2 separate regions of the Mus musculus genome follow, and region 2 is linked to region 1. The links are chromatin contacts, called in public promoter capture Hi-C maps. All regions are on one chromosome and are shown on one strand. The core of a region is the stretch at or near the end of the contact, and the rest is flanking DNA. Distances in the headings are between cores, read along the strand shown. Region 1 holds the start of Katna1 (katanin p60 (ATPase-containing) subunit A1). Region 2 overlaps Ust (uronyl-2-sulfotransferase).

Region 1 (3,832 bases), core at 432-2,931:
AGTTGTAAACCTTGTTTCAAAGGCAAACAGGAGAAGACTACTGTCTTCCAGGTAGCTAGGAGGAGTGTCTCAAAGCCCATCCCCACAGTGGCACATTTCCTCCAACAAGGCCACACCTACTCCAATAAGGCTATGTCTCCTAACAGTACCACTTTCCTGGGCCAAACATATTCAAACCACCACACACTGTAAGTCACCTTTTGGGGGTTTGTCTTTCTATTTCAAACATTTTCACTGACGCCAGGCACAGAAGCCCATGGCTGTAATGGGGACTCTTAAGAGCAGAGAAACTATGAGTCTGAGGTCAACCTGGGGTATGTGATAAGTTCCAGGCTAGGAGAGGTTATAGAGTGAGACTTTGTCTTGAAACAGCAACAAACAGGTATGTGGGAGTAGGTGGATGGGTGGAGGAACATCCTCATAGAAGCAGGGGGAGGGAGGATGGGATAGGGGGTTTCCTGGGGGCCAGGGTGGGAAAGGGGATAACATTTGAATTGTAAGTAAAGAAAATATCTGGATGGCTCAGCGGTTAAGAGCACCGACTGCTCTTCCAGAGACCTTGAGTTCAATTCCCAGCAACCACATGGTGGCTCACAACCACCTGTAATGGGATCTGATGCTCTCTTCTGGTGTGTCAGAAGACAGTTACAGTGTACTCATATACATATAATAAATAATTCTTAAAAGAAAAGAAAATATCCAAGGAAAAAACAACAACAAAACATCACTGAGGTATAATTTACATAAACTCAAATTACAACTTTCATTTCATGTGTAAAACTGTACACCTGGGAAGACATCTCCACTACAGAACATCATTCCCAACTCCTAACTAACTCCCACCCGGATACTTCTGATTAGTTACTACAGATTCATCCTGTAGGTTCTAGGATTTCCTATATATTTAAGTATACCATATACATTCATTTTGCACCTTTGAGAAGCTTTTAAATTATAATCCGGTTTTATAAATTAACAGGCCTTTGCATTTGTATAGATTATAAATCCATCTCTTGGAGTAATTGATCTATATCTCTCTAAGTGGTCTTTTTTATTCTTGCTGATGTGCTGATTATAGTTTTCTGTGCTCTGTGACACTAACGTTCACATCTACTAGAGCAGAAAATATATTTTCTATTTTTGGTGAAAAATTTAGAAGACTTTAAACCCTGTAAAACATTATTTCATATATGCAGTGGCTTGCCTGCATGCATGTATGTGTACCAGTTTGTGCCCTGTGTTTTGTGATATAGGAAGAGGGTGATGGATCACCTGGAATTGGAAATAAAATCTCACCCCTTAGCATGTCTTGAGAGTATTCGCGTTACCCTGACACATGGGTCCCAGGCTTCATAATCCTAAGTACCGGGCTCTAAAGCAAGATTTGTCATAAACGAATTGCTTGAGCACTGACACTCACCTGTAAGAGAGCCCCTGACCTCCTAACCTCAGAGCAGCTTAGTGTAAATCTCCTGCTAAGGCAGAGTGAAGAAGCCCTGGGAAGAGATAATGGTCCACAGAGTAAGTACTGAAGTAGGCGGGGTATTGCCAAGTCCTTCGCCCCGCCTACTTTCCTTCCCCACGCCTACTCCCATTTCCTAGCCGCGGCGCACAGTGCGCAGAAGCACCCCGAGCTCGGCCACGCCCCTCCGCAGGTTCCGCCTGCGCGCGCACGCCCGTAGAGCACGCACTTCCGGGGCGTGTCCCCGCCGGTGCGGGAACTATCCTTTTAAGAGGGGCTTTCCCGGTTTCATTTCAACTTGGTCCCGACCCGGAGCTGCGGCGGGTAGCCTGGGCTGCGCTAGGTGAGTGCTCGGGCCTCCAGGCTCCCTGTTCCGCCCCCGCGACACCCGACCAGGGAACGCGTTCGAAGCTTTCACGCCCCCATCCCGAAACTTCCGCCTTGTAAAATCCCCAGAGCCTGGAGGTTGGGGTTCAGCTTCTTTTCGTACAGTTTGTTAGGTTGGAGTTGTACTGCTTTCTGGTGGCTTACTTCTTTCTGTTGTTTCTCCTTTGTGTTGGCCTTTGTTTTTAGTTTTAGATTTATTGCTATTGTTGAGTATGGTGTAGATGTGGGCGCGTGAGTGGAGGTCAGAGGACAACTCTCTGGGGTCGCTTCCCTCCATCCGCCTTTACGAGGGTCCCAGAGTTGAACTCGGGTAGCCCGGCATGCTGGGCAAATGCCTCTACCTGCTGAGCCCCCTCACCGGCGTTTGTTGTTTTGTTTTTGTTGCTTTTAAAGGTGATAATATTGACGTTCTTTCTCTCTCTCCCTGGCTGTTCTGGATCTCGCTCTGTAGACCCGACTAGCCTTCCTTTACCTCCTGGCGCTGGGATTAAAGGTGTGTGCAACCACGCCACTCTTGGGGTTAGTTTCTTAATCTGAGAGCCTAGTGTTCTCATGAAAGCTTTTGGCTTTTTTGATTTGGCGCTGTGGAGAAAATTTATCCCAGGAAGCATTTGTTTCATTCAGTATGTGGGTTCAGTGGCATACAAACGAAAACTTGTCTTTCTTTCTTTCCTTTCCTTTCTTCTTTCTCTTTTTTCTCTTCTCTTTTCTTCTCCCTCTCTTCTCCCTCTCTTCTCCCTCTCCTCTCCCTCTCCTCTCTCCCTCCCCCTCCCCTCCCCCTCCTCTCCTCTTTCTTTTCTTTCCTTTCCTCTCTTTCTCTTTCTCTTTCTTCTCTTTCTCTTTCTCTCTCTCTCTCTCTCTCTCTCTCTCTCTCTCTCTCTCTCTCTCTCTTTCTCTTTCTCTTTCTCTTTCTCTTTCTCTTTCTCTTTCTCTTCTTCTCTCTCCTCTCCCTCTCCTCTTTCTTCAGTGTCTCTTGTAGCCAGAGCTGGTCCTTAACTCCGGATCCTTTTGCCTCTGCCTTGTACTGCGTGTAGGCTAGGCTTGTAACTGTTGCCAGCCCTTATTTGTTTATTTATTTATAGACAGTGTCCTTTGTAGCCTAAACTGGCCTGAACTTCTGAAACTCTTGCTTCTGCCTGGTACTGGGATTACAGGCGGCTACACTTCCCCCAGTTCAAGCTTTTATTTAGTAATCATTAGTACTTTTTATGTAATTAGCTCCCAAGAGAACAGTGATGCCTGCCTGCCTTTCTTTTCTCTTTTCTTTTCTTTTCTTTTCTTTTCTTTTCTTTTCTTTTCTTTTCTTTCTTTCTTTCTTTCTTTTTTTGTTTGTTGGTTTGTTTTTTTGTTTTTCGAGACAGGGTTTCTCTGTGTAGCCCTGGCTGTCCTGGAGACCAGGACTGGCCTCGAACTCAGAAATCTGCCTGCCTCTGACTCCCAAATGCTGGGATTACAGGCATGTGCCACCACTGCCCGGCTGATGCTCGTTTTCCTTGACGGTACAAGTGTACAAGGCAGTATAGAGCAGAGGCAAGAGGATCCGATGCTGGAGTGACTGGGAAGTAAAACAAAAATAACCCTACCATATTCTTTCCACAAAACCTAAAAAGGAATTTCAAAGTCTAATTTCTTTTTGTCTTTATCATAATTCCATAATTGCTACACAGTCACTACTATTTTCTTTTAAATATTTTTTTACTCTTTGAAAATTTCATGTATTTACACCATGTATGTTGATTGTATCCCTTCAACACTACCTCCAACACCACCCCAAGTGTTTCCATCTCCCCAACTTCAGATCCTATGTTGTTTTATTAATAAATTCCCATTGTTATTAATAAGCCTTTGAGACCAGTTAGTGTTGTCTGTGTGTACATGGGTGGCCAGCCGGCCAGCGTCTGTGGCTCATAGGACTGTGACTGTTCTTGTCAGCCATTGACTGCCAATAACTAATTCCTCATATTCTAGAGGTAAATTTCCTGA
Region 2 (3,832 bases), core at 663-3,162, 510 kb after region 1:
GAGTGAAGGAGCAAGAAAGAGAGAGACAGAGAAACACACAGAGCACGTGCAAGAGAGTGAGAGTGTGAGAGACAGGCAGAGAGAGAGAGAGATTGTGTGTGCGAGTGAGAGAGAGAGAGAAAGACAGACACAGGGAGAGAGAGAGCAAAAGAGTGACAGACAGAGAGGGAGGCAAGGAGGGAGGAAGAAAGAAAGGGAGAGAGTGAGAGATTTTTGAAACCTGAAAGCCTACCCCCAGTGACATACTAACTTCAAGGCCACACCTCTTAATCCTTCCTAAACAGTGCCAGCCATTCTTATTCAAATCACTCCCCTCCCCCCACCTCCTGATCCTTTCTGCCTTGCGGCAAGGTTTCCCTCAACCGACAAGGCCTAGGACGTCCAACCCTCTAGAACCACAAGCCCAGCAAACCTGTAGTTTTTATGATATTCTGTTACAGTAGTGGAACATGGGGCAGGACACCCCAGACTCCACCATGTGCCTTGTATTAGGAGGTAACGCAGGGACACCTTACAGTAGGATGAAATATCAAGTCAAAGCCAGGGTCCACAGGGAATAGGAGACAAGATCTCTCTCTCTCATTCTCTCTCTCTCTCTCTCTCTCTCTCTCTCTCTCTCTCTCTCTCTCACACACACACACACACACACACACACACACACTGAAAGTGACAGAGCAGAGCTGTGCAGGAGCTTCCAAGACATGAGCTCAAGCTTTAGCAAGAGGTGAGCAACTCTGAGCCGGAGGTGGGGTGTAGGGGGAGGGAGAACTAACATCCGATAACACTGAAATGATATTAAAATAATATTGATGTAACATCAAGACTTGATAAGTAAAAACAAATCTCAGTATTTTTTTTTAAAGAAAGACATTAATTAATTCCAGAAAAAGCAATATCTGCTGCTAGAAGTCAAACATAACTGTGAAATACTAGTGAGTAACTGTGATATACCGAGTGGGTTGTCAGCGAACCCCGGCAGTGAGGCCAAAATGCCTATCGTATTAGGAGAGCAGGGGGTAGGGGGAGAAGTAGAGGAAAAAGTGATGAAATAAAAGAACTAAATAACGTCTTGTGTAATCACTTAAGAGGTAATATCCTGTGCACACTAGCAATAAATGGCACGGTGTTTGGAAGACCCACATAACCACACTCACGGTGGCTAGCAGCCTACAGAGCTGAGACTGAACGGAGATTGGAACAGTAAAGGCCAATTCCTGGTGCACATCTTTTTTGAATATATTGGGTCTTATCTAAGGGTCTTAGTTCACTTTAATGAACAGTTAAAAACAAGGTAAGACTCCAAGAGCAACGACTGCTCTTCCAGAGGTCCTGAGTTCAATTCCCAGCAACCATATAGTGGCTCCCAACCATCTGTAATGGGATCCGATGCCCTCTTCTGGTGTGTCTTAAAGACAGCTCCAGTGTATTCATAAATAAAATAACAAACAAACAGACAGACAGACAAACAAAGACTCCAGGAATCTGTGCTTTGATACGCGGTCCCGGTCATGTCTGCTTGACCAAACGTGGAGGTGAGCAGCCTAAACTCCCACTGTCTCCTCACCATCAGGGTCACACTGGATTTCTCCGTAGGTTTGTGGAGAAGAGATGAATGCACTAGACACGGTCCACATGGCACCACTTGGCAGATGGTAATGCCAGTGTCTGACTTTTTTTTTTTTTTACTGTACCCTTTTACAGTTTGCTACTAGACAACTTTGTAACACTAGACAAACTAGGGCATCGTAGCCCGACAGAAACTTCTGAGGGCCTACAAAAACACAGACCAAGAAATGAAATGTCTACTTGAAAAAGATTTGGCTAGAAAAAATTAGAACATTCGGCTGTACAGCGCTGAGTCAGACAAAAATGGGTTAGAGAGCTGCACCACCCACTCCTCGCCTGGGCTATGTGCTGCCTCTCCCCCATTCCTCTGTGCTTGGATGTGATCTCTATGCAGAGCCAGTGAAGGGGGTAAAGCCACAGCCCAGAGTACAGAGACAGTCCTCAAGTTCTCTGTCAAGAGCCCCATCTGCATCCTGGGTGGGTAGAGGCATTGTGGCATAGGCCATGAATGGTAGAAGACTAGGAAGGCCTTATTAATATCAGCTGCCCATCTCCAGGGTCAGGTCTAATCTTGGCTCATGCTTTAGAAGTGGGGCAGCTTTGTAAATGAGCAGGGAAGTCTACAATTGTAACGTATGAGGTATAAAGTCATCCCTTGGTCATCATCTCACGCAGTGCAAAGCATGCGACTGTCAGTGTGATTGAAAACAACTTGGGGTGGAAGCCATTACATTCTAAAGCAGAGGAAAATAACCTCAGAACACAGATGGCTGCTATCTCCTCCACTTCTCTGCCATTAGACAGCTTTCATTAGGGGAAACGACTCATAAACGGGGAAACTTTCCCAGAACACTGCAAATTTGGAAGGTATGGTGGAGTGTGCATTTGGGGTTCTCTGTAAGGGAAAATTGGGACCCAGAAAAGATCAAGGCCCAGGGATGAAGGATGGGTTAGAAGAAAGTGGTCTAAGAAGAGGATCCCAGGGTTTCTAGAGGACCAGGCCAGGGAGGGATGGGAGCAGCTAGGGAATCCTCAATTCCCTCACCACTGGGCATGGCAATTTTGGAGGTCGTTGGCTGGCGTCTAGAGGAGGAGAGGGAAATCCCAGAAGTCACTGCCAGGCCCACAGAAACTGATGGGTGCAGGCAGAGAAGCTGGAAGGACATCGAGGGAGAAGAACTTTGGGTGCAAAAGCTCAAGACTGGGAATTGCCCCCAAGCACTGAAAGGAAGCGAGAGCCTCTCCAGTCAGGATAGGAAGCGGGCAGGGCAGCACACCCGAGACTGGTGTGGATGACATGGGTCTATGTTACATCACAGGAAGGGTAGATGCTGTGGCCTTGTACAGACTGAGGCAAAGAGAAGTGTCACTGAACCTGAGAGGACTCTGGGCTCAACTCGGGGAGTCAGGACCAGCAGGCATGAGCCGCTGCAGGCTGCAGTAACCTGCTCTGTTTTGCATACCATGAAGGCTTCCACACCCATGTGACAAACTCCTACACAACCTTTAAGCCAGGGCCTGAATACCCCTACTGGAGTCATGTGACTCCAGACTAAGGGATGCTATTGTACTTGGTTTATTTTTCACACCACCCTGTCCCAGGGCTGGCAGAATTCAGATATCTAGATTTATATCTACACATGTTTAACGTGTTCAATATTATTAGAAAAATCAATGTTCTCAGCTGAGTCCTCTGTGTCGCCATCACTGTAGAGACACCTCACAGAAGACACTCTAACCTAGAGGAAGAACGGCCTTAAAGCAAGAGCAGCAGACAAGCAAATGAAAACTAGGTTTGAAAACAATATAGTCATGGTCGGTGCTATTTCCAATAAAACAAGCAACAAGAGGAAGCAGATAAAACACACAGAGAGAGGAAACTTGCCTTCCCCCCCCCAGCCCCAGTGTGGTGTGTGTGTGTGTGTGTGTGTGTGTGTGTGTGTGTGTGTGTGTATGTGTGTGCCCGAGTTAGGCTCTCATCTAAGCTTTCCTAACATATGCATAGAGACTGCAGGCACATAAGATAACAGTCCTATAAGCTGTATTGGGGTGCCAGGCTGCAGTTACAGGGTCCCATCAGCCCTTGCAGGAATCTATTCTCTAAATATAGCACTCCAGGCTTCTGAGAGCAAAGGCAGAGAAGCTCTTCCAGGCAGTGGAATTTTCCACTTTGCCCCACAGCCACTGATGCGTCATCGGTTGTACCTAGGATCTAGAACTTCCCTCTATCTCCCTCGGCCATCAGAAGGTGCCACATTTTCAAAGT

The links. Promoter capture Hi-C pulls out the DNA fragments that hold promoters and counts their contacts.
Region 2: a contact with region 1 is called in a promoter capture Hi-C map of hippocampal neurons, with 2.2 times the contacts expected there. The contact joins the enhancer-like site here to the promoter of Katna1 in region 1. A contact is called at or near these places in 5 of 39 promoter capture datasets (cranial neural crest, hippocampal neurons, liver and 2 more), 1 of 15 datasets of contacts at CTCF or cohesin (large pre-B cells), 1 of 484 Hi-C or Micro-C datasets (bone marrow-derived macrophages) and 2 of 9 other capture datasets (embryonic stem cells and macrophages).

The regions. Positions count from the first base shown.
Region 1 is chr10:7,724,319-7,728,150 of GRCm38.p6, forward strand. Katna1 (katanin p60 (ATPase-containing) subunit A1) reads left to right here and starts at 1,682. Exons shown (of 11, transcript NM_011835.2): 1 at 1,682-1,805.
Region 2 is chr10:8,235,074-8,238,905 of GRCm38.p6, forward strand. The region is part of intron 7 of Ust (uronyl-2-sulfotransferase); the gene reads right to left. The region is part of intron 2 of 4930573G07Rik (a long non-coding RNA gene); the gene reads left to right. Among named protein-coding and RNA genes, the nearest start is that of 4930573G07Rik, 28 kb to the left of the region's middle. Within about 2 kb of position 1,913, at least 17 of the 459 cell types and tissues checked have an H3K27ac peak or open chromatin away from gene starts, as enhancers often do. A contact at or near this core is called in hippocampal neurons, where this site is marked.